Regions from separate parts of the Mus musculus genome. Here all the other regions are linked to region 2. The links are chromatin contacts, called in public HiChIP or PLAC-seq maps. All regions are on one chromosome and are shown on one strand. Each heading gives the region's core, a stretch centred on a gene start, on an enhancer-like site or on the middle of the called end of the contact. The rest is flanking DNA. Distances are from core to core; before and after follow the strand shown. Region 1 has its middle 23 kb from the start of Gpr85. Region 2 has its middle 96 kb from the start of Gm38767. Region 3 holds the start of Gpr85 (G protein-coupled receptor 85).

Region 1 (3,666 bases), core at 589-3,088, 300 kb after region 2:
ATGCCATTGTTTAGGTCTCCAAGCTTTTACTATAATTCAAAAACATAAATCTACTACTGCCCTTTCTACAATATGAATTTCAATGCATATCATAAACAATGATGATACTAATATATCTAAAACTTGCATCTCTTTTGTAAACTTATGCAAGTCTTATAAGCTTCAGGAAATCAACTTGAATGCACATGTCACAGGTCAAATGGACTCCTGCTAACCAACAGTCTAAATTTTCCTACCTGTCTATTCCTGGTGCTAGGATTCCCCCCACCCCCTTTCTGGGTTTCTCCCTGCCTTTCCCTGATCTTGAGATTCACCTCTCCAAATACCAACATCATGGGTCTTAAATTTCAAATGTAGACCCAAGATAAATGCTTCCCCCTGATCTCCTTACCTTTACCTACTGTCCCTAGCCTATCTGTCCCAGCAAATATTAAATCAACTACAGACTGTTCCAACAACTCACCAACTTCAGATGTTCCCTTAGAATCTTCATCCTAGACAGTTCCTAAGCGGCCGGCTAGCCCACGCAGTCTAGGCTCACAGACTACTTCGATGCTCCCTGCACTTCCCTAGCTCCAGATGGTCGCACCGAGTCTGGACACTGACTGACAGTGTCTCCTCTTTCCAGGCTTGATTAATGTTCCAGTCTTTGAACCTAGGCAATCTCCATTCAGAGTACAGGAGTATGGTTAATGCACTATTCACTGAGGAAGTCTTGCTTGATATCTTTCAAGTTAACATATCCTACCTTTATATATCTGAGTTCATCAGTTCTTCCCAAGTTGGCTTATATTCCCAAGTTGTCTGGATACTGCTCCATTACATCTTTCTGCTACCATCTCTGATCCTCACTTCCTACTCCCAGCTGGGGGTCAAGATGAGGAAGGACACTTTCCAATGGGTGGGAGAAAGCACTGTGACTCAAGCACTTTTCCTGTTTTCTGTTGCTCCTTCTTTCACATTGTGAAGAGTTCGTGGCACACAATAAATGTTGAATAAAGGATTCTTCCCTAAATTTGCCCTTCACATGTTTCACTTGCCTTTCAGTTGAACTCTCCATGTTCTCATCAAACTCCTGTCCCGAGTCACCCATGTACATTCTGAGCATTACCACCAAACATTCAGAATAGCCCACTAGGACCTAAAACGGTCCTTTTCTGATTATAATTTAAACTCCAACACCTAGACAATGCCTGGCCCAGCATCAGTATATATTTATTGCACAAATTCATAAAGTGATCCATGCAGAACATTGCCTGTTCCCTCCATGTTTCTGGCTAGAGTTATCTCATTGCCCGAATGAATGCAAACTCCTAACTGGATGGACTGTGTCCAGTACTGCCCTCCTTCCACATCATTGTATTGACTCCTGCCCAAACCAGCCTTATAAAAACAAACTTGACAATGTCTCTGCTCTTTTTGAAACCCTTTAGTGTCTACCTAATAGTCTTTGGATAAAGTTGCTTCCCTGTTGTAGCTTACAAAGCCACTTGTAACCAGGGCTCTATGTACCCTAACACCTGGTCTCTTATCACTAGATGTTTCCTCTCCAACTACACACAATGCTGTCTGCTGCCATGATCCCATGATTCCCTCTCTTGCCACTGTTTGCACGCCCTTTGAACTGGAAGACTCATTTTTTCATCTAGGCCTCTCTCTTAGTTAAGACATTGTTCTTGAATTGATCAGTTGTGGATCAAGTACACCACCTGTATTTTTCCTCTGCCAAAGACATTATCACCATATAACATTTTAATTGTCTATTTTACTCTCCTCCATTCTAGACATTAAGATTTACGCAGACATAGCTTGCTTATACTGATTCACTAATGACATGCATGAAGCCTACTGCAATGCCCAGTACCTAATAAGTCCTTGTAAGATACGGGAAGTATGAATAATATCCTCTAACTTTTTCATATCTTTTCAGAATAGTTTCTCAAAGTAGTTAATTTTTTATGTTGAACAGCACAAGAATCTATATCTGAAACAAAGGAAATATAACTTTAGGGGACTGTTAGGATTAAAAACAAACTGTTCTGGGTTGAAGTTAGAATAAATTATGTATAACTAAGAAAGACAAGCCAGTAACCACAGCAGGACAAAGGTCAGTGGAAGTTGTTGAGCAGCATTCTGCAAACATCCCTGCCTGTCCATTCTGAGAAGAAGTCCAGCACACTGAGGTCAAAGTAAGGATACACATGGCTATTAATAGATATTTGTGGCATGCATGAATAAGTAAGTGGGTGAATGAATGAGTGTAGATTCCTTCCAGTTGCCTGGATAGTGCACTCAGTTCCTGGGAGGTTTATGAGACATGAGCAAAGTCTCCTGGAGGAAAGCAAACACACCACTGAAGAAACAGAAGGAGGAATGGAATGGAATGTGGACTTGCTCACTGATTCTTCTAGATTATGACCTTGAGTGACAGCTGACCTATTATTTTTACTAAGTCCTCTGAGAAAATAGGTGTTATTACAGATGAGAAAATTAAATCTCTGAAGGAAAATGGCTTGCCAGTGGTGACTCCTACCAGAGCCGAACATCTGTCTTCCTGCCTTGAAAGACCAAGCTCTTGCTCCTCTACACCTCAGCCTCCCAATATAATCTACATTGTGTACTACAGCTGGCTCTCTGTCAGAGTCTTTGCATGAGTGATCTGCCTAGGCCTCCTTCTGACACTCAGAAAGAGAATCTTTAGAAAGAAAAAGTATTTTGTCTAGTGTCAAATAGAAAATAAGAATTAAGGCTGGGTTTTAAACCTAAATGTTCCTATTTCCAAAAATTCTTACCCTCTGTTGCTGATCCTGCTTTGTAAAGCTTATCTTCATCAGAAGAGAGGTCCAGAAATAGAGAGATATGACCAAAAGATGTAAGTTGACACAGCCCCCCATATACTGTGCCAGAGAAGAGATTAAGTCTTTTTTTATGTCCCTTTCTGGCCATGACTGATCTTATCAGAACCTCATTGTACTGGGATGATGGATAGAAAGACTGAAAGGAAGGGCAGGTGTAGGCCAACTGGACTTAACCTGTCCAGAGATTGATGTGGTTCCAGCATTGCATAACGGATAACAAAGCAAGTTAAATAGCAAACTGAAAATGAGGGACTCCTGATACAAATAATTAGATAGCGAGAGAGAGAAGGAAGGTGGAAAATGCAACACAAAATCATCTTGACTACTCATGTCAATCAACTTTCCCCAGGTATGAAAAAATCCCTGAGCTAACCATCTTGAAGAAGAAATAATTTTCATGACTCACAACTTCAGAGACTGGCTTCCATGCTGCTTGCTCTGTTTTCTGGGGTGTCGTCAGGCAAACCATCATATCAAGGAGTCCACGGCAGTGAAAATCTGTGCGCCTTGCTGCCGCCTGGAAGAAGAGGGGACAGAGGATGCATGTGGCAGATTACATTTCCCAAAGGCATACCTCAGAGACCCATTTCCTGCAGACAGGATGACATAGGTTCAAAATTCAGCTTCAGTTCTTAGATCATGTGTGATATCAGGCAAAACATTTTTCTTCCTGCATTTATTTTATTTTATTTTATTTTTTTACTACTTAATTTCTAACTCTCCCAATAATGAAGCACTGTGACTGGAGACCTCATGATCTGATAACTTCTTCTATGCTTCATCTATTAACATTCCTAAATTAGGGACC
Region 2 (3,694 bases), core at 141-2,640:
TAATATTGTGTCTGTGTCCCTTGCTGTGATAAAACTGGGCATGTGAGCTGCAGGTCTTTAAGGGTGGGCATGAGAAGAATGTGGAAGAGTCTGCCTTACAGGACAGAAAAGTCTAGATGATTATAGGAAGGGTTCATAGGATGATATTGGAGGAAAGCCCAGAATGCTGAGAGAAGTCAAGAGAGTTACAGGTCTGTTCGTGAAGTGTCACAGGACAGCAAAAGCTTTACTAGACTCTGTGGTAAAGGCCGAGAACAAAATCTCACTGCTTTCTCCTCATGTTCTAAAATCCTGAATGAAGCTGAATTGAAAGATACTGTTTTGTAGAGGGAAGCAGTACAGCATTGAGGCTCTGGTATGATTATTGTTTACATCTTATATCTATAGAGAAAAAAAAACGTATATATGTATATACATATATGTGCAGTTTAACAAGGGAAAATATTAATTAATTTAAAATTGCATTCAAGATAGATGTTAAGGAAGCATTTGTAATCATTAAAGGGGTTCTTACTAGGAAGAAGAAAGTTCTCACTTCACTCTGAGATTTTAGAGAAGGTGTTATGAGGTTAAGATTCATGCATCAAGTGGTTCCAGCTTGTGTGTGTGTGTGTGTGTGTGTGTGTGTGTGTGTACATGTGCATGAGTGCACACCCACACAAGAGTCCAAAATTGTTCGATAAAGGCTAACATAAAATCTGAAGAAAAGTAAATTTTATCCTGTAAAAATGTAAATTCTTTTGAAAGAAGTGACTGAACTGAGAATGCTACTGAAGGGGTTCTCTGCTGAAAAGCAACTGCTTAACAGGTGTTTTCCACAGTTCAGCCACCAAGATACATATCACACTCTTCCCTGGGGAAGAGACCAGGCAGACAACACCTTGATCTTGTAGTATCAGAGTATTGGTGTTTTTGTTGTTGTTGTTTTAAGATTTTCAAACATTTTATTGGTTCTTTGCAAACTTCACACCATACAGCCTAATCTAACACATCTCCACCTTCCTTATGCCTGCTCTCCATCCTTGCAACTTCCCCCTCAGCAGAGGAAAGAAAATCTTGTGGAAGCTGTAGTGTCACAATGTGTCCCACTTCTTTGCTTGCAAATATTTGTTGCAATTACTCATAGCCTGAAAGGATATCTGTGACTCAGCTACACTGTCAATACTGGAACCTCACTTGGACTCCTCAGTTATTGCCCTGTGTCATGGAGATATGTTAGTTCTGGACTTGTAGAATCATCCTCCTTCATGTACTCCAGCAGTTCACTGACATGGTAGACATTGGGGTGGACTGATTGAAAGCCTTGGATCTGTAACTGAGAGGCATCAGACATGGTCAGCCAACCAGCTCCCATGATCTTGTGATGTCATGGGGCTTGTTTTACCTTCAAACACCAAATCCAGGGCCAGCTCAGCTCTTGGCCCTAGGCAAGATGCAGGGCCAGCTCTCCCAAGTGCTGCAGCAGGTTGGAAACTGGATTTGCTCTCCTAATCTCATGACCCTTGTACTAGCTCTCCCTCCTGCCCTAGGTGGCAAGGGGCAAGAGTCAAGGACACTGCCTCACACCAGCCAAGCCGCAGGGCCAGCTCTCCCACACTCACTCCCAACACCTACATCTAAAGCCAGCTCTACTGTGCTACCCAATTGAGATGCTAGGCCGGCTTTTCTGAGTGCTGTAGCTGATTAAGCTCAGAGACAGCTCTCCTGCTCTCAAGGCCCCAGGGCCAAAGTCTCCAGCCTCCCGAAGGTTGTGAAGGAAAAGTGGGTAAGAGATATCTTTCATCCATGCCACCACAGGGAAATGAGTGGTAGGGCCAGGTCTCTGACATTCACATCCTCCAGGCAGATAACCTGTAACTCCCAAAATGCAAGGTCTGCTCTCCTGAGTACTACGGCTGGCTATAGACAGGGTCAACTCTCCTCTCGTGTCTCTGGGGAAAGCCTTCCCAAGATGCCCAGGAGAGGGGTGGTGCCAGTTCTTCATACCCTTCAGATATCAACATGTCCCACTGGCAGCCCAAACCAGGGACATCTATTTGGCCTTTGGTGGTAACAGACCCCTTCTGCTGCAGTGCCACCATGGTCCCAGGTTGTTCTTCACTACCCTTGAATCTCCAGTTCTGCTTCTCTTTGCTATTACCACATCCTTAAGTTTCTCATTCTCTTCCATTTCTCTACTCCTTACTTGATCCTCTTAGCAATACGCAGGGTCTCTGAGTGTCTGAAGTCATTTAAGAAGTGATCTCAGGATTGCTATGTTCTACTCATGCATGGTAGTGCCAGGCAGGGAATATCTCAAGCCTGGTTTGCCCATCTCCAAGCCTGGGAGGCACCATCTCAAGCTAGCCCCCTCTCTGGGCCTCATGGTGATCATTTCAGGCTCTCTCCTCTGTCAGCCAACAAAAGCGATCATCTCTCTTGGGCTTACTCCCACCTGGAGCCTGTAGTTCTAAGTGGGGTTCTTCTCTATTCACATCCCCAGCTTGGTTGCATACCTGGCACGGAAGTGGTGTTTGTCTCAGACTAACTCCCTGTCCAGGCCCTCTGGCACCTGGGTGGTGGTGGTCTCATGCTTTTGTTAGATTATTAATCATTGAGATGTGTGTAGGCTATAATACTGAGTGTAGATATAACCTCTCTCCCCTCTGACGCATATGTAACACAACAATCAAACTTGCAATGCTCTTCGGGGCAGGAAAGTTGGTTTAACAAGTAAAATTCAACAATGTGGAGGAAGGTCATAGAAGCTTTACCCGACTTTCCAGAGAGCTGCTGAGGTCAGGCAGTATGTGAAAAGATCATATTTTCTTCAGGAGGACCCTGACAGGTCAATGCATGAAACTACAAAGGTGAAGTCAAAGCAACTACAGTATGTTGGAGAAGCCAGGACTATGGTATATTCAGTGAGAAAAGAACTTGTCCTTAGAGACAAGTTACATACATCAATGGTCAAAGAAGTGTAGTAGAAGGATTAAAACTGTTAAAGACAAACCTCATCAAAAGCCCCTGATAAGGGTCAGAGGTTTCAGGCTTAGTGCTTGCTCTCACAGATCCTGGTCTTGCTTTGCCCCATTCTTTTCTTGGTATGTCCTCATTCCTCCCATTTAACATGGTGATACACACTTTGTACAATGACATATTATAAGTATGTAACTAATTTGCTTTGGTTTTGCTTGAGTTCTCAGAAGAAAATCTGTACATCCTTTTGAACAGTTCAAACTAAGATTTAGAGGGCTTTTAGACATTAACTAAGTGCATTTTTGCAATATGAGATGAACACAAATGAGTATTTGGAGACTCTAAGTGGACAATTACCATTGAACAGTGATTGGTTTGGGTGATAGTTGACAAGAGTGAACTTGGGATGGTTAATTTTTATGTCAACTTGATAAAATCTAAGGAACAAAATTCTCTATGTCTCTGAACATGTTTCCAACCAGGTTTAACAGAGCAGAAAAGACACAGCTAGAACATGGGTAGACCTTTTCATGACCTGAGGTCCAGGAAAAAGCAATAAGTGAAAAACAAGACAAAACAAAACATAAAAACAGGCACCATCCTCCATCTTTCTTCTTCCTGGCTGTGTATTTAACATGAACAGTTGCCTCACTGTACTGTCTCCATGCCTTCTCTGCCGTGATGAATCTACTTGAGCCAAATAAAGAATCCCTTCTTTAAGTGAGCTTTTGTTAGA
Region 3 (3,899 bases), core at 1,298-3,797, 270 kb after region 2:
TCTACATAAAGGTCACAGAAAGTAAATTGCTGTGTTTCAAAAGCCTGTATCTTAAACCAAGAAGGAAGATGCTAACTCTAAAATTAAAAGTGAATTATAATAGCACTTTGGAGCCTGTTGTGTGGCAGAAAAGAAAGGAAAAAAAAATCTAACAAATGAACCTCTTAGTGATTTGGAAAGAAAATATGCCAGATTCTCAATCTTTGAAAAACCCCATTAAAATTCAGAAAAAAATCTCATTCATTGTTTGAGATGTTCAAAGTTATGGTTAGTCCACACACCTGAGGCACAATTTTAAAATCAGGTCATATTTTAGGTCTACCTTTCTACCCTTCAAATATGTAATACAACTCCCTAGAAGCCTTTAACTACTTACATCACTGTGGAAACGCTTGTTTATCTGTACCCACTGGGTTTCGGAAAACATTACTAAAATATAAGTGTACACTTTCTTTATTAATTACTTATGCCAAATTACCTCTTACTTCTCAATAGTCTATCAGAAAATATTTCTATGCAAAAGGGCCCAGTGGAAAACTTCTATCAATAAAGCTTTCAGAAATCACTAGTACAGAACTCCAAATTTACATGTTTTTTAAAGCCTTAATGACTATAAAGCTATAAGCAGAAAAACTGATATTTTAAATGAACAACTAGATATGATTTTAGAATATTTTACTGGTCTATGAATTCAAATGCTGATAGGTCTGCACATGAAAAATCCACAGAATAAAACCATTTTGCCTGTAATGAAGCTGAGCATCATTGGACAAAAATCTGAAATAGGTTAACTCTAAAAGAAGGTAGTTACTTTTTAAAATAAAATTATGTCTATTGATTATGAAGACCAAACTGATCAAATTACCTCAGTCATCCTAATCACAAATTAGTTGGATAACTTCAAAAAATTTTTCAGCCCAAAGATTAAGGTATAAAGTACTTTGTTGCATTTGCTTTGTACCTTAACTCAAAAAAAAATTTTTTTTCTATGTTTGGTGATACAAGGAATCAAAAAAGAAATTAGCTGAGATCAGTAACCCTACAATATGAGAACAAATCTTCAGTAATCGATACACTTTTTTGAGAACTTCTTGTTAATATGAAACCTTGTCCATCCACTAAATATATCTTTAAAACCCCTGTTGTTGAAAGATGCAAAATCTGGCTTTTTCTCCTGTAGCATTAATGAACTAAATTAAAAATTATTTCACTAGTTTTTGAGCACCTTGCAAGCCAAAAAAAATAAAAAAATTGGCATTTTTATCTAATAACTGGGGGGAGGGGGACCTGAAATAAGTGTAACTGTACTCAATTATAAAGGAAAAATTGCTCTAGTATACCTGGAAGTTGGTATAAAAGGCTTCTTCATATACATATCACTTTCTATTATCTTTAAGGAATCAATAAATGCTTCTTTTTTAAGATTTTTATTTTATTATTTTTATTTTGTGTGTGTGAGTTGGGAATTGAATTTATAAATCCTCTGCTCGCTCCGGTTAGCCCCGCTCAACTCTGCTTGCTGGGATTCGGACATTCGGAAGAGCAGTCAGTGCTCTTACTCCCTGAGGCATCTCATCAGCCCCAATATATGCTTCTTAAAGTATAAGATCAGTTAGCCGGGCGTGGTGGCGCACGCCTTTAATCCCAGCACTCGGGAGGCAGAGGCAGGCAGATTTCTGAGTTTGAGGCCAGCCTGGTCTACAAAGTGAGTTCCAGGACAGCCAGGGCTACACAGAGAAACCTTGTCTCAAAAAAAGAAAAGAAAAAAAGATTAAAAAAAAAAAGTATAAGATTAGTTAGCCCTATGCTTTTTGCCAAAATGAATTATTCCTTGTGGTCTGGCAATCTATTTTCACCTTTACATTTACTTTTAAATGTTTTCTTAACCTGAAAAACCTAACAACTTGTCAATGGTGGATATTTAAGTTAACTTACTTGAATCGCTTTTTCTATATAGTTTTTTTTTAATCTTAAAAGTTCAGCAAACAACCATTCTTTGCAAAACGCATTGAGAAGTAGAAAATTTAAGTAGAAAATTAATCTGTAGTTTCATAAAAAACAAATTTGAGATTTTACTTAAAAGTTGTACCCATCATATGGTTTTGAGTTCTTCTGAGTCGTGTTTCACAAAAACCAGGGTGTCTCCCTTGGGTGGAAATATTTTCAAGTTACTTCCAGTATTGTTGTAGGATTGACTCTCCTAAGATGCCTAAGCAAATGTTTTATGGATAACCAAAAGAACAGACACACACACACACACACACACACACACACACACACACATACACACACCCCACAGCTAATCATTATTTTTTTAATTGGCTAAAAAAAATCTCCAATCAAATCAGGGCAATTCAACATTATTTCAGTATTACTAACGTTGGTCTTTGTGTAACGACTGTGACATCATGACAGTGAAGTATTCATTTTTAAGCTTTAAACATTTTACCTCTATGTATCCAATAGAAATACAATATGTAAATTAACCTATATTATCTGTATGCTGATTGGCTTGACTTCCCCTGAATGTCACAATCTCACCACCCAGCGATGAGGTATTTTACTGCTGTCTCGAGATCGAATTATTACTGTAGAGAGATATTTTTTTCTATTTCATTAACAGATTATTATAAAGCAATAAGCTTGCAGGAAGACAAGCAGACGTTTCACCTTGGGAATTAATGAAAGCGTGCCTGCTAGCTTTTAAGGGGTGAAGAGTGGGTAGTTGTTTAAAATCTTACCCCACCCTCGCAAAAACTCTTTGGAAATGGGAGAATCGAGACGTGGATGATTCTTGGGGCGTTCCTAATCACCAGGTGTCAGACTATGTGGTGTTTGTGGACTGGTGTAAGTTTCCGGTATTCATCATATTCCTGGTATTATTATTTTTTAAATGTCTAATAACAAAAAAAGGGAAAGGGGAAACTCATACACTCCACCGCTTTGACATCAGCAACCTATTGGTCATCCCAGCTTGGAAGAGAAAGGAGAGTCTTGTTGCTTGGGGTGGGATGCGAGGAACAGCCATGTAAAATCTTTGTACTCCTGATCCATTAGTCACGTTCGAGAAGGTAGAATGAGTGTAGATCGGTTTTGCACTTGTCGCCTGAACTTAGCCTCTCCTTCCTTAAACGCAGATCTGCGTGCCTTCAAGAACAGATGACCACTGACAAAGACAAGGCTGCCCCAACCCGCTTCCCTTCTTCCCCCACTGGCAAGATTTTTGACTGTGCTTAATTTTTTTTCTTTCCTTTTTTTTTTTTTTTTTTTTTTTTTTTTAATTTTCATTCTTTCTTTTTCTCTCCCCAGCTAGCGTGCCAAATCAAAGATCAGCAGGGGGAAAAATCATTTGAGAAGAATTCTACAAGGCGCATCCAATGCTTAGCAGGACCACCCTGACAGAGAAAGGAAGACGATGTTTGGGGAAGGCGAGGGTTCGGGGCAGCTGGGGCGGAGGCGGCCGTCCGCGGCACGGTGGCTTCGTGCGCTGCCCTAGGGGAAGAGGATGGGCCTGAGGTCCGGGAAGAGCCTTCCCGAGCCCCCCACTGCCAATGCATGCGGGGAGGGAAAAGTTCCGAAGCTGCCTCGAGGGAACAAAAGCCTGATTTGGGGCCGGCTGAACTGGACAGGACTTTGAAGCAAAGCCAGCCTGCTCCGGAGACAGGCAGGGGTTCCTGCTGGCTCGGCGGAGGCCGGAGCAAGCCTCGCCGCCGCCCTCGCCACCGCGCCGCCGCCGCCGCGGCCCCTGCGTTACTGGGGGAGACGGTGCCGCTGCGACAGGGGAGGACGCGGCTGGAGCTGAAGGAGGCTCCAACGCGCAGGCGCCGCCGAGCCCTGCCTGGATGCTCAGTCAAGGCACTCAGGAAAAAAAAATCAGCAATTTATAGAAAGAAGAAGCT

The links. HiChIP or PLAC-seq counts read pairs in DNA pulled down with a chosen protein or histone mark.
Region 1: an HNF4G HiChIP or PLAC-seq map of pancreatic cancer cells shows a contact between it and region 2. The contact joins two enhancer-like sites. A contact is called at or near these places in 5 of 39 promoter capture datasets (the 3T3-L1 cell line, the C10 cell line, embryonic stem cells and 2 more), 1 of 484 Hi-C or Micro-C datasets (the HPC-7 cell line) and 1 of 115 datasets of contacts at active chromatin or transcription factors (pancreatic cancer cells).
Region 3: a contact with region 2 is called in a FOXA1 HiChIP or PLAC-seq map of pancreatic cancer cells. The contact joins the promoter of Gpr85 here to the enhancer-like site in region 2. A contact is called at or near these places in 3 of 39 promoter capture datasets (the 3T3-L1 cell line, the C10 cell line and cranial neural crest), 2 of 484 Hi-C or Micro-C datasets (the HPC-7 cell line and cortical neurons), 4 of 115 datasets of contacts at active chromatin or transcription factors (bone marrow-derived macrophages, embryonic forebrain, neural progenitor cells and 1 more) and 1 of 9 other capture datasets (adipose tissue).

What each region holds. Positions count from the first base shown.
Region 1 is chr6:13,815,388-13,819,053 of GRCm38.p6, reverse strand. No RefSeq gene overlaps it. Among named protein-coding and RNA genes, the nearest start is that of Gpr85, 23 kb to the left of the region's middle. Within about 2 kb of position 1,838, at least 13 of the 459 cell types and tissues checked have an H3K27ac peak or open chromatin away from gene starts, as enhancers often do. A contact at or near this core is called in pancreatic cancer cells, where this site is marked.
Region 2 is chr6:14,112,312-14,116,005 of GRCm38.p6, reverse strand. It overlaps the pseudogene Gm23760. Among named protein-coding and RNA genes, the nearest start is that of Gm38767, 96 kb to the right of the region's middle. Within about 2 kb of position 1,390, at least 9 of the 459 cell types and tissues checked have an H3K27ac peak or open chromatin away from gene starts, as enhancers often do. A contact at or near this core is called in pancreatic cancer cells, where this site is marked.
Region 3 is chr6:13,838,590-13,842,488 of GRCm38.p6, reverse strand. It overlaps Gpr85 (G protein-coupled receptor 85), which reads left to right and starts at 2,547. Exons shown (of 3, transcript NM_001330667.1): 1 at 2,547-2,847; 2 at 3,310-3,899.